2 separate regions of the Hermetia illucens genome follow, and region 1 is linked to region 2. A link is a contact called in public Hi-C data. All regions are on one chromosome and are shown on one strand. Each heading gives the region's core, a stretch centred on a gene start, on an enhancer-like site or on the middle of the called end of the contact. The rest is flanking DNA. Distances are from core to core; before and after follow the strand shown. Region 1 holds the start of LOC119657367 (sphingosine-1-phosphate lyase). Region 2 holds the start of LOC119657838 (short-chain-enoyl-CoA hydratase-like).

Evidence for each region. Hi-C and Micro-C count contacts between places; a contact is called where the count stands out from the background.
Region 1: a Hi-C map of an unstated tissue shows a contact between it and region 2, with 5 times the contacts expected there. The contact joins the promoter of LOC119657367 here to the promoter of LOC119657838 in region 2. A contact is called at or near these places in 2 of 2 Hi-C or Micro-C datasets (an unstated tissue and whole body).

Annotation. Positions count from the first base shown.
Region 1 is chr5:22,518,662-22,523,208 of iHerIll2.2.curated.20191125, reverse strand. It overlaps LOC119657367 (sphingosine-1-phosphate lyase), which reads right to left and starts at 1,590. Exons shown (of 9, transcript XM_038064251.1): 1 at 1,411-1,590; 2 at 1,281-1,346; 3 at 1,052-1,230; 4 at 528-952; 5 at 234-470. The coding sequence starts at 1,196.
Region 2 is chr5:22,346,264-22,350,833 of iHerIll2.2.curated.20191125, reverse strand. LOC119657838 (short-chain-enoyl-CoA hydratase-like) reads left to right here and starts at 2,345. Exons shown (of 4, transcript XM_038064961.1): 1 at 2,345-2,529; 2 at 2,605-2,909. The coding sequence starts at 2,427.

The sequences.
Region 1 (4,547 bases), core at 341-2,840, 170 kb before region 2:
ATTTCGCTTAGGCCCAGAGTATCTGGGCTATATCGCTGGAATCCCCACTCAAGTTGGAGAAACCGAGCATTCTGGAGATCTTCGACGCTGTTGTCGGCGAACGTGCGCTCAATCCAGAAACGAATACTTAGCGGTTTTCGATAACAAAAGGTTTATCCCTCTAGTCGCCTTTTAGGACAAGCAGCGAATACTTTCGAGTATATTCGTAAACCCCCATTCGACTGTCTGCTTACCATGATTGTGTTCCTGTTGATAGCTCGTTCCATTGCCTTAATATCGACAGTGTACGTCTCTGGATTCAGTTTGACCGAGTGGACGTGGGCGCCAAAGTAAAGGCCGGCCTTATTAAAAGCGACGTGAGCCGTCACTGGCGCCACAATGTTCGGCCTTGTAATTCCTTTCACATCACGAGCATAATCGCGGAAAGCCTTCACAGCCATAATAATCGACTCAGTCCCTCCAGTGGTCATCTGGAACGCAAAAACATCCATAAGAAAAATGCAAAACATTTCCTTTGGTCAACTTACAGCTCCACAACTTTCCGGTCCACCTTGAAATAGGTTGCACGCCATGCGCACTACTTCCGCTTCCATTTTACAAATCCCAGGGAAAACGTCAGCGTGCAGCGGGTTTGTGTACGAAGCCTTGCCGTAGACCTCGGTTACCAAGTTGACTATGTTCTCGTCGAAATCGTAAACTGCTCCCGAAACCTTTCCGCTTTTCCAATTGTAATGGCCCAGATTTGAATATTTTTCGAAGACGTCCATTACTTCGCCTCTGGTAAGACCTTTGGGTGGGAGGTCGAGATAATAATCGAGTCCTTCGTTGCTCTTTTGGATATCTTCCTCGAAACCTTTCGCGATCTTGCCTATTTCTTCGTCGATCTTTTTCTGGACGTAGGGAATCTTTCGGGAAAGTTTGAAGAATTTCTTCTTTGCTCTGATGTAAAGATCTGTGGAAAAAATCAACGTTAGACCGCAAGGAGGAGGTTTAGGGGCTTAGAATAGTAAACTCAAATCGAAATGGGCGTTCACCGTGAGACAGAACTCACCCTCATCTTGGTTGATTAGGTCCCACAGCCAGAACAGGCTGAGAATGGTTGAAGTTGTGATGGCTGCGATCTGCCAGGGCTCCTTATTGCCGAACAGCATATTGATATGGGACGCTAGGACCCTTCCTCCTTCCTTTAAATCCATTATCCTCGTTTCTCAACGAACTTATCCCGCCGACCTGCAAGAACGCTTTGTACTCAACAACTGTTTGGCTAATACGAAAATCACCTTTGAGCCGGTTCAAACTCTGATTGGGATTGGATTACTCTCCGTTATCGGAAATTGAATAACCTGCTGATAAGAAATTGGTTGATAAGGAGCCATAAAGATGTTTTGGGTGTGGAAAGTTACCACCTACCTGACAGAAAATGCCTAGCCTAAGAATTTCGTTGCTCACAGCATTGAAATTGCAGCGTGAACAAAGCACAAAGCAAAGGAAACTAGGGAGCGGCTGGCGACTATTCAATCTCAGCTCAAGAACGTTTCCATGCTCAGCTCGGCCTTTATTTTCCACTTCCCGGAATACATCTGACGTTCAAGGTGACAGCGGCATCATATGGAAAATGTAAATACACATGAAGATGGCCGCAGCTACGACTAATATATTTACAGCGGCGCAACCATCATACAAAATTAAAGCAGATATTACCAATTTTGTTATCTTCGTCCGTTTATCTATCATTAAGATAATTTCGCAAGTAATTGCAAAGTATCAGAAATAGATAACTACAAACGTGTACTAGGCATGTAAGAAAGGTTCTCTGTTTTGAGATTTCTTCAATTTAAACCGCTAGTAATTTGTACCAACCTTATGACTATAATTTGTTTGTCTAAGAATATTAACTCTATATTTTTAACAACTTTCACCTGAACGTTTTCTAGTATATGATCAGGGGATTCACAGAATACTTGAAATTATTCGTACAGGTAAGAAACAAGCGACCGTCGAAATCGATGAAGAACATGTGAAGCGAAGATCTAAACTCCGCTCACTGTGCCAAAATGATCCGTAGAGTACTGATGTGATCAATCCAGGAGGACCCGGAGCGAAAACCAGCTTGCTCTCTGTCGATCAAGTTTTCGAGATGTTCTTCAATGCGTTCCAGGATTGTTTTAGCTATTTTCTTTACGACGGCAGGGAGTACGCAGATACCCCTCCAATTGTCACCCTCAAAACGGGCCTTAACGTACATCAGCTTTTTCGATTATCTGGGAAAGTCTCGCCTTCCCAAGATTCCTGTATGAATGGAAGTATCGAATCTAACTGCAGGTTCAGCGATAAATAACTGTGTGGGGCGACGGTCAAGCTCAATAGCTTGACTCCGTTTGAGTTGATTGCTGGCCGAAATAATTGTTCTTCTTCTTGGAGGAGCAGTCTGTATCCTCATGTTACGGTGGGTAGCCGTTTCATCCACAAGAGGAGGAACTCCATTGGATGTACTGTGCCCTTTTCACATCTTCAGTTGCTCGTCATTGTGGATGAGAAGTCGACCGTTATCGTTCTTCACGGGACCATCGAACGATTTGTGACCACATATAAGCTCTTTTGTAATGCGGTATGCACTTCTGAAATTATTGCATTTTGCGGAATCTTCGCTATTTGATGGCAGCTCAATGCTCATCTATATTCTCAGGCAGGTTACTCAGAATATCTGCCGTCTGAACTGTGGGGGTCATAGCTCTCCACCCCTGCGAGAAGTGACAGACACAACACGCAAGCAAACATAAGCGACTGTCAGATTATTAGGGGGCACAATAATTCTTCAAAGACGTGGTGCGACTTTCCTTTAACAGAATAATAATCAGATTATGATCCCTTTTGAGGCCAATGTCAACGCCTTTTTTTGTTACGCACTTCCTAAATCAATTGCTAATCACGAACTAGTCAACTTAATTGCTTATATGGTGTCGGTCAGTTGAAATTCCGCTGACCTTATGGTAGGCCTTATGCTTAAACAATGCGCCACCAATGACGAGGCGGTGAAAGTTGAAGTAATCCATAAACCTCCCACCATTATCGTTACAGTCGCCAAAAACCGTGTTTCCCCATGTCCGAGTGAGAAGCTGTCAGAGCCCACCTTGGCATTCAGATCACCCAATCATGATAATAATTTCACTTTTAAAAAGTCTTCCCTGAATTGCGTGTAATTGCCTGTAGAAAGCATTTTTTCCTCTCCCGTTAACTTGGATCGGAATTTTGCAGTCAGAAGTTGGTCAGAAACCGATTACCAGGTCAAGGGAGCGCGTCTTGCGGTAGCCTTCAGAAACAGCCTAACACCGGATTTGCATCTGCTACCACTTGGCTTTCCAGAGTACAAAAGCACATTGTCATAAATGTAGGAAGAGGGAGAGGAGTACTCTCCAGAGTCCCACCATCTTAATGTGCTTACGAGCAGAATGTCCACCTTATGTTGTTTTTATTCCTACTTGAGTTAGAGAAATTGAGCATTCGAGGACCCTCACTGCCGTTGCCGAGGAGCGTGCGTATATTCCAACAACTAATCATAGTCCATTTTCAATAGCCAATGGTCCTCGACGTGAAGCCAATGCCTGTCCGAGGCGTCGTAGAAAATTCGCTGGCAGTAGAGTTTCAAAATTTGCAAGCTGCCCACAATTTTTTTCTCTTTTGAATCGCCTGCTACGACAAGCAGGGAAAACTTTGAGCATATTCTTAAACCCCAACCCAATAACAACCATATATATGAATGGCCTACTTTTTGGTAAAAAATTAATATGGCCTTCACACCAAAGGAAAAGAAACTATTCAAACCTGACCAACTTCAAATAAATTAGCGAAGCATCATTTTCGCTGAAATTTCTGAAGAGAATGATTGGATGTCGGATTCGCGAGGGTGTATTAAAGCCATACCCACAAAGTGAAAACCAACATACTTATCAGCGAGTCAATTTCAGTGAGTGTGCTCTTCATTTCTTGGGTTCTATGATTGAAGAAAGAAGCTTGAAAGACATGTACACGGTGAGAGTGTTCGTGGACAGTCACGAGATTTCTGACTGAGTGCCTTCCAAAAAGTTTGTGCTTCTGCCAGAAACCTTGGAGTTGATGATGTGCTTCTTTGGAGCACACATATAGAAACAAAGATGAAACGATTCCTCACAGTTTATGGAGTGTGCTGATGAGTTTAAAGTAGAGCAAAAAGGTAGGCCACAAAAGAGGCCGCGGCCCGATGCGCTGAAAGTGAAAACAAACAGTTCCTTCTTGGATCTTGGTGAACACGGGAACCGTATAAGACACACGCAGAAGGGCGATTTGCTCCTTGAGTTTAGGCCAGGGGAGAGTAAGTCCCACGATCTACATAAGAATATCGAGTCGTCACTGGACAAAGTGGCGGAGGTGAGCCAAGATTTAATGCTGATCGAATGCAAGGACCTAGATGAGATCATCACAAAAGCAGAGATCTGCGAGGCCTTACAGACTCAATTTGGGCTAGATTCGATCCTTGAGTCCAATGTAATAAGACTCCGTAATACATATGG
Region 2 (4,570 bases), core at 1,096-3,595:
ATTTAATGCGAGACGTGCCAGTGCGTTCCTCACGCTGTTTTATCGGTGGCTTAATTCGCAAGACGGCAATCAACGGCCGATATTGAGGTGCTCGCCACCCTCATTGCGCGCTCCGAACCCCTTTCCCCCATGGCACCTGTTATCGTCTACCTTTTCACCCAAATGACCATTAAGGTCACCGACAATGATGATATAGTCGTCAGCAGGCACGTGACAAGTCTTTTTATCGAGAAGTTGCCAGAAGGCATCTTTCTAGGTATCAGGTCGACCTGTCTGTGGTGCGTACGCGGTAAAAAAGTGAATAGCGCAATCAGCTGATTTAATGGTGAGCTCTTCAATTCTTTGACGACATCACGGAAACCCTCTGAGATGGCAATGCCAACACCATATTGAGTGTGTGGGCTACCAAAATAGAGATGTTCGTAGCTATTTTTACCGCATTCGCGTTCAATGTCGCAGCTTTTGCCACCAGACCATCGGGTTTCTTGTAGAGCTCAGATATCAATGCGCCTTTTCCAAAGGGCTCTTGCGAGTTCCTCGGTCTTTCCAGTTAGGGTACCAACATTTAGCATGCAGGCACGTATTTGTATTGTTCAGACTAACTGGCATACGTCTTGCTGTCGTGCATGCGTCAAGAACCCTTGCCCATTTCTCGACAGTACCAAGCCTCGTCCAGCCACATCGACTGATGTGCACGTCCTAGCATTTCTCCGAGGCTTGTGACTCAATCCGATCACCTTGTTTGTAACGACATTGTATGCATTTTCTTGGTCGGCCTGTCGCGGGACCTATCATCAAGAGAGATCAGGTAGGATTTAACATAGAGGAATAACTCCAACTAAACTCTATTTATTTCTTCCCCTGATACTACGGAGTACTTTGCCAAATTTTCCTCCTTTACCTGGGCTTGGGACTAGCATACTATGTTGATAGCATGCGGAATTTGTGTACCTCTCATTCTGTAAACGTAAATAACCCAGCTTCTGGCTACGTTCTTTAACCAGAATCCGCTTCAGCTTTGAAGTTAGTCTCTTCGCAAAAGCGTCTCCATGATGATTGTTTAGCCGACCTTACGCTCTTCTTTAGAGCCTTCTGTGCCTCTTTATAGCGATTCTAGCTAACGCCTGAATCACACTTCAGAGCACGACTGGGGAGCATCCTTGTCGTTCTCCTCTGTTTTGCCAAATCCGAGTTCCACCATGGTGTTTTACCCTTCTTTGGTATCTTTAGTGGACAGCTTGCTTCGAAAGCTTCTCTCATGCTAGTTGTGATCATCTGGGCTGTCTTCTCAATTGCAGCAATGGATTTGATGCGCTTCCCCGGGATCGTGACCCGGGCTTTCAATTTTATTTTATACGTCGCCCAATCTGTCTTCCGCGGATTCCGAAATGGAGTAGGTGGAGATGGATTCATGCCCATTACGAAATCAATGCGTCTGTGATCCGAGAGTGTGATATCGTTTGTTACTCTCCACTCGCCGACCAGAGCCTCAATGTCAGGGGATGCCACCGTAATGTCGATTATCTCTCGCCTGACCAAGTTGAAGAAAGTGGGTTCATTACCAAATTAAGGATCTGCAGATCGGTTCCTACTAGATAGTCCAGTAGTCTCCGTCCTCTTGCATTGATGTTGCAACTTCCCCAGCATATGTGGTGAGCGTTGACATCATACCCTGCTATTACCCCCATATTGGCATATTGGATATCTCTGATGAATGCTCCACTCGAAACTTCTTCTGGAAGTCTTTTGAGATTACCATGCAGGAGCGGGGTCGATCACTTCCATTGGCATACAACAGGTCAGCATGTTGGAAGTTTAGGCCACTGACTACCCCACCAACAACCCACGGTGAGGTATATATAACGATTAATCGATCAAAACAAATCAGAATGTGGTAGATTATAAGAACCCTCAGATAAGGAAGATACCAAGATATTTAGATGAAAAAAAAGTTTCCTGGACTGGTAAAAGGTATCTCTCCTCCTTAAGTACAAACATGTTAAAGCATTTTGCAATTTGGATTTTAAAGTATCAAATCTAAAATGAAAAAAATGCAACTCCTAGATCCTGAAAATTTCATCTTTTAACTAGGTTTTTTTTCTTTTCTCTTTTTTTTAATCTGAATCTAATCTGACCGAATTCACTTTCTAGTCAACTGACGAGTTTACGAGTTTTACCCAGGCCCTGAAAGTGTTAATCTTATAAAAGCTTCTTATATCGAATTCCATTTTTCGGTTAAATTAAGCGACATCTTTTATCGGTTCTTGTAAAGAATCACCTAGCATGGCCATATACCTACGACACAAGAATCCTATCAGGAATTTCAATAATATGACAGCTTACATCTGTTCAACTGTCACCACTGTGCGGGCACCGGCTCCAAGGCATCTATTGCACCATTTTAATGTTATAGCACGATTCTCGCAATGATTCGAAGTTTAAGTAATATCGTTCGAAATCTCGGCAACCAACAGCACTTCCTTATGAGACAGCTTTCCTTGGGTCGTGCCCTATCAGCTGAAAAAAACGGTCAGTTACGTGCCAAAAGACTTGAATTGCTCTTTACAATGTGTTTATGAAAATCTTTCTCGCTCTCTTATTCAGAAGCAAAGGTCGCGCCGGTTGAAGAGGAAAAAGCTGAAGCGCCGAAAGAGGAGAAATTCGTCCTTGTTGAGAAAGATGGACCCATCACCCTGATTGGAATCAACCGACCCGAACACAGGAATGCCGTGAACGACTTGACCGCGGAACAACTCTCCAAAGCCTTTCATGACTTCGAGAATGATGACACCTCCTCCGTTGGAGTTTTATACGGTGTCGGGGGGTCGTTTTGTTCTGGATATGATATCAACGAACTAAGCTCTGATAATGTGGAGGCCAATCTGTTGATGAAAGCCGAGGGAACAGTGGTGAGTATTACGCAAGTCTGCATATGAGCTAGGAAAGATGTTAACTTAACACTGGCGTTCGAAGCAGAATCTTACCTTGGAAACATTTATTACAAAATTTAGAAAGAAGCATTTTACAGGTTCGTAACATTCGATTGCTCGACGCTTTGCCGGGCTTTTGCTTAAGCGCGAAAGTAAGGGGCTTGTGGTCCGTGAACACTGTGAACGGCTTGAAATCCAGGAATTAGCTAGGCACTGTAGTTACGTTGAGCTGAGTTGAGTTGCTTCGAAAAGAAGCTTAACGGTTCCCAGGTTTGGTTCACCCATTGTTGCAGAGCGGCACTTACCGCTGTGTCTGAACATCGACAAACGTGATTAGAGGTGCATTTGGCCAAGGAAATGCCAGTAGTGTAGCATCAACAAGCTGTTGTTTGACGGTTTCAAACGCCTGGACGGCCTCAGTAGACCACGCAACCTCGCGGAAGTCTTCCGTTTTGGGCCCAGACGAGTAAGCCTTGAATTTCGCTTGGTGATGAGCGGAGGCAAGAACCGACGATAGAAGTTTAACATGCCCAAGATCCTTTGCAGGACCTTCCCGCGGTTGGCAGAGGAAAATTGTCTGGGTCTGGTTGAAGCCCGTTGGGGAGTTCCGTCCCCACGTACTCGAGGAGGGCGATCAGACCCGAGTCTGCAAGGGACTCATCTGAAGTGGCTCTGCCACGAAGCCTCACCAGAGGTTATCTGGTACCATGGGAACCGGGATGGCCCTCTGAGAGCATATGCTCCCGGAGAATTCCTGGAAGATGTGTTCTCGGCCCGGTTATTTGCGGTTGGCCCCCTAGTGGGGGTTTCATGGTGGTTGTGGTTATGCCTACATGGCGGGCAGAGCTCAAGCGGGGAGTTGCGCTGTACAACTTGGGTGCCGTACTCCTTAGTTGCGGCAGAGGTGTTAGATAGGCCTCGCATCCACTGGTATGAATGCTGAGTCTGCACTCACTATAAACTAGTACCGCTGTGTTAGTCATCGCGGGGCTCTGATTGTGGTCCCAAAATCAATCCCTTTCCAAAGAAGTCCGTGGGATTATGCCTACACGGCAGGTACTCACGTTAAACCCCCAGGACTTTCATGGGTCTGGTTGAACTCCGTCACCTGCTTCTGTACGAATTTACCTTTGTCCACGTTTAGAACGAGGCCGACCTCACAGAGACGTTGAAAAATGCACTCGAGATGGTCCAAATAATCAGATTCGGAAGTAGAGGTGACCAAAACATCATCCTTGTAAACAAAGCAGGAGTTTAAGTTTCGTAGGGGGATTTTCTGAGCATTCAGACGCCTGTAATCTCCGCAAGGTCTGCATTCGCCGTTTAGCTTAGGGACCATATGGAATGGAGATGACCAAAAGCTATTGTAAGGGCTTTCTTTGCAATAGCTAGTTTCTGAGGTGATAGGGGACGCACCTTTGAGAAGATCGAGCCGGTAGTGTTGATATGATGCTGCACATCGTGCTTAAGCAACTGAGAGAAACTACTTTCAGTAGTAATGTTGCGATATTTTCGAAGGAGTGCGCGAATGCGATGGTCGGCAGTGTCCCCGAAAACAATGGAAAGAGTGTCATTTGCGCAGGTGGAAATTTTTCCTGACGACTTTAAAGAGGTTACGGGGTCTATATATTAAGGCTTTG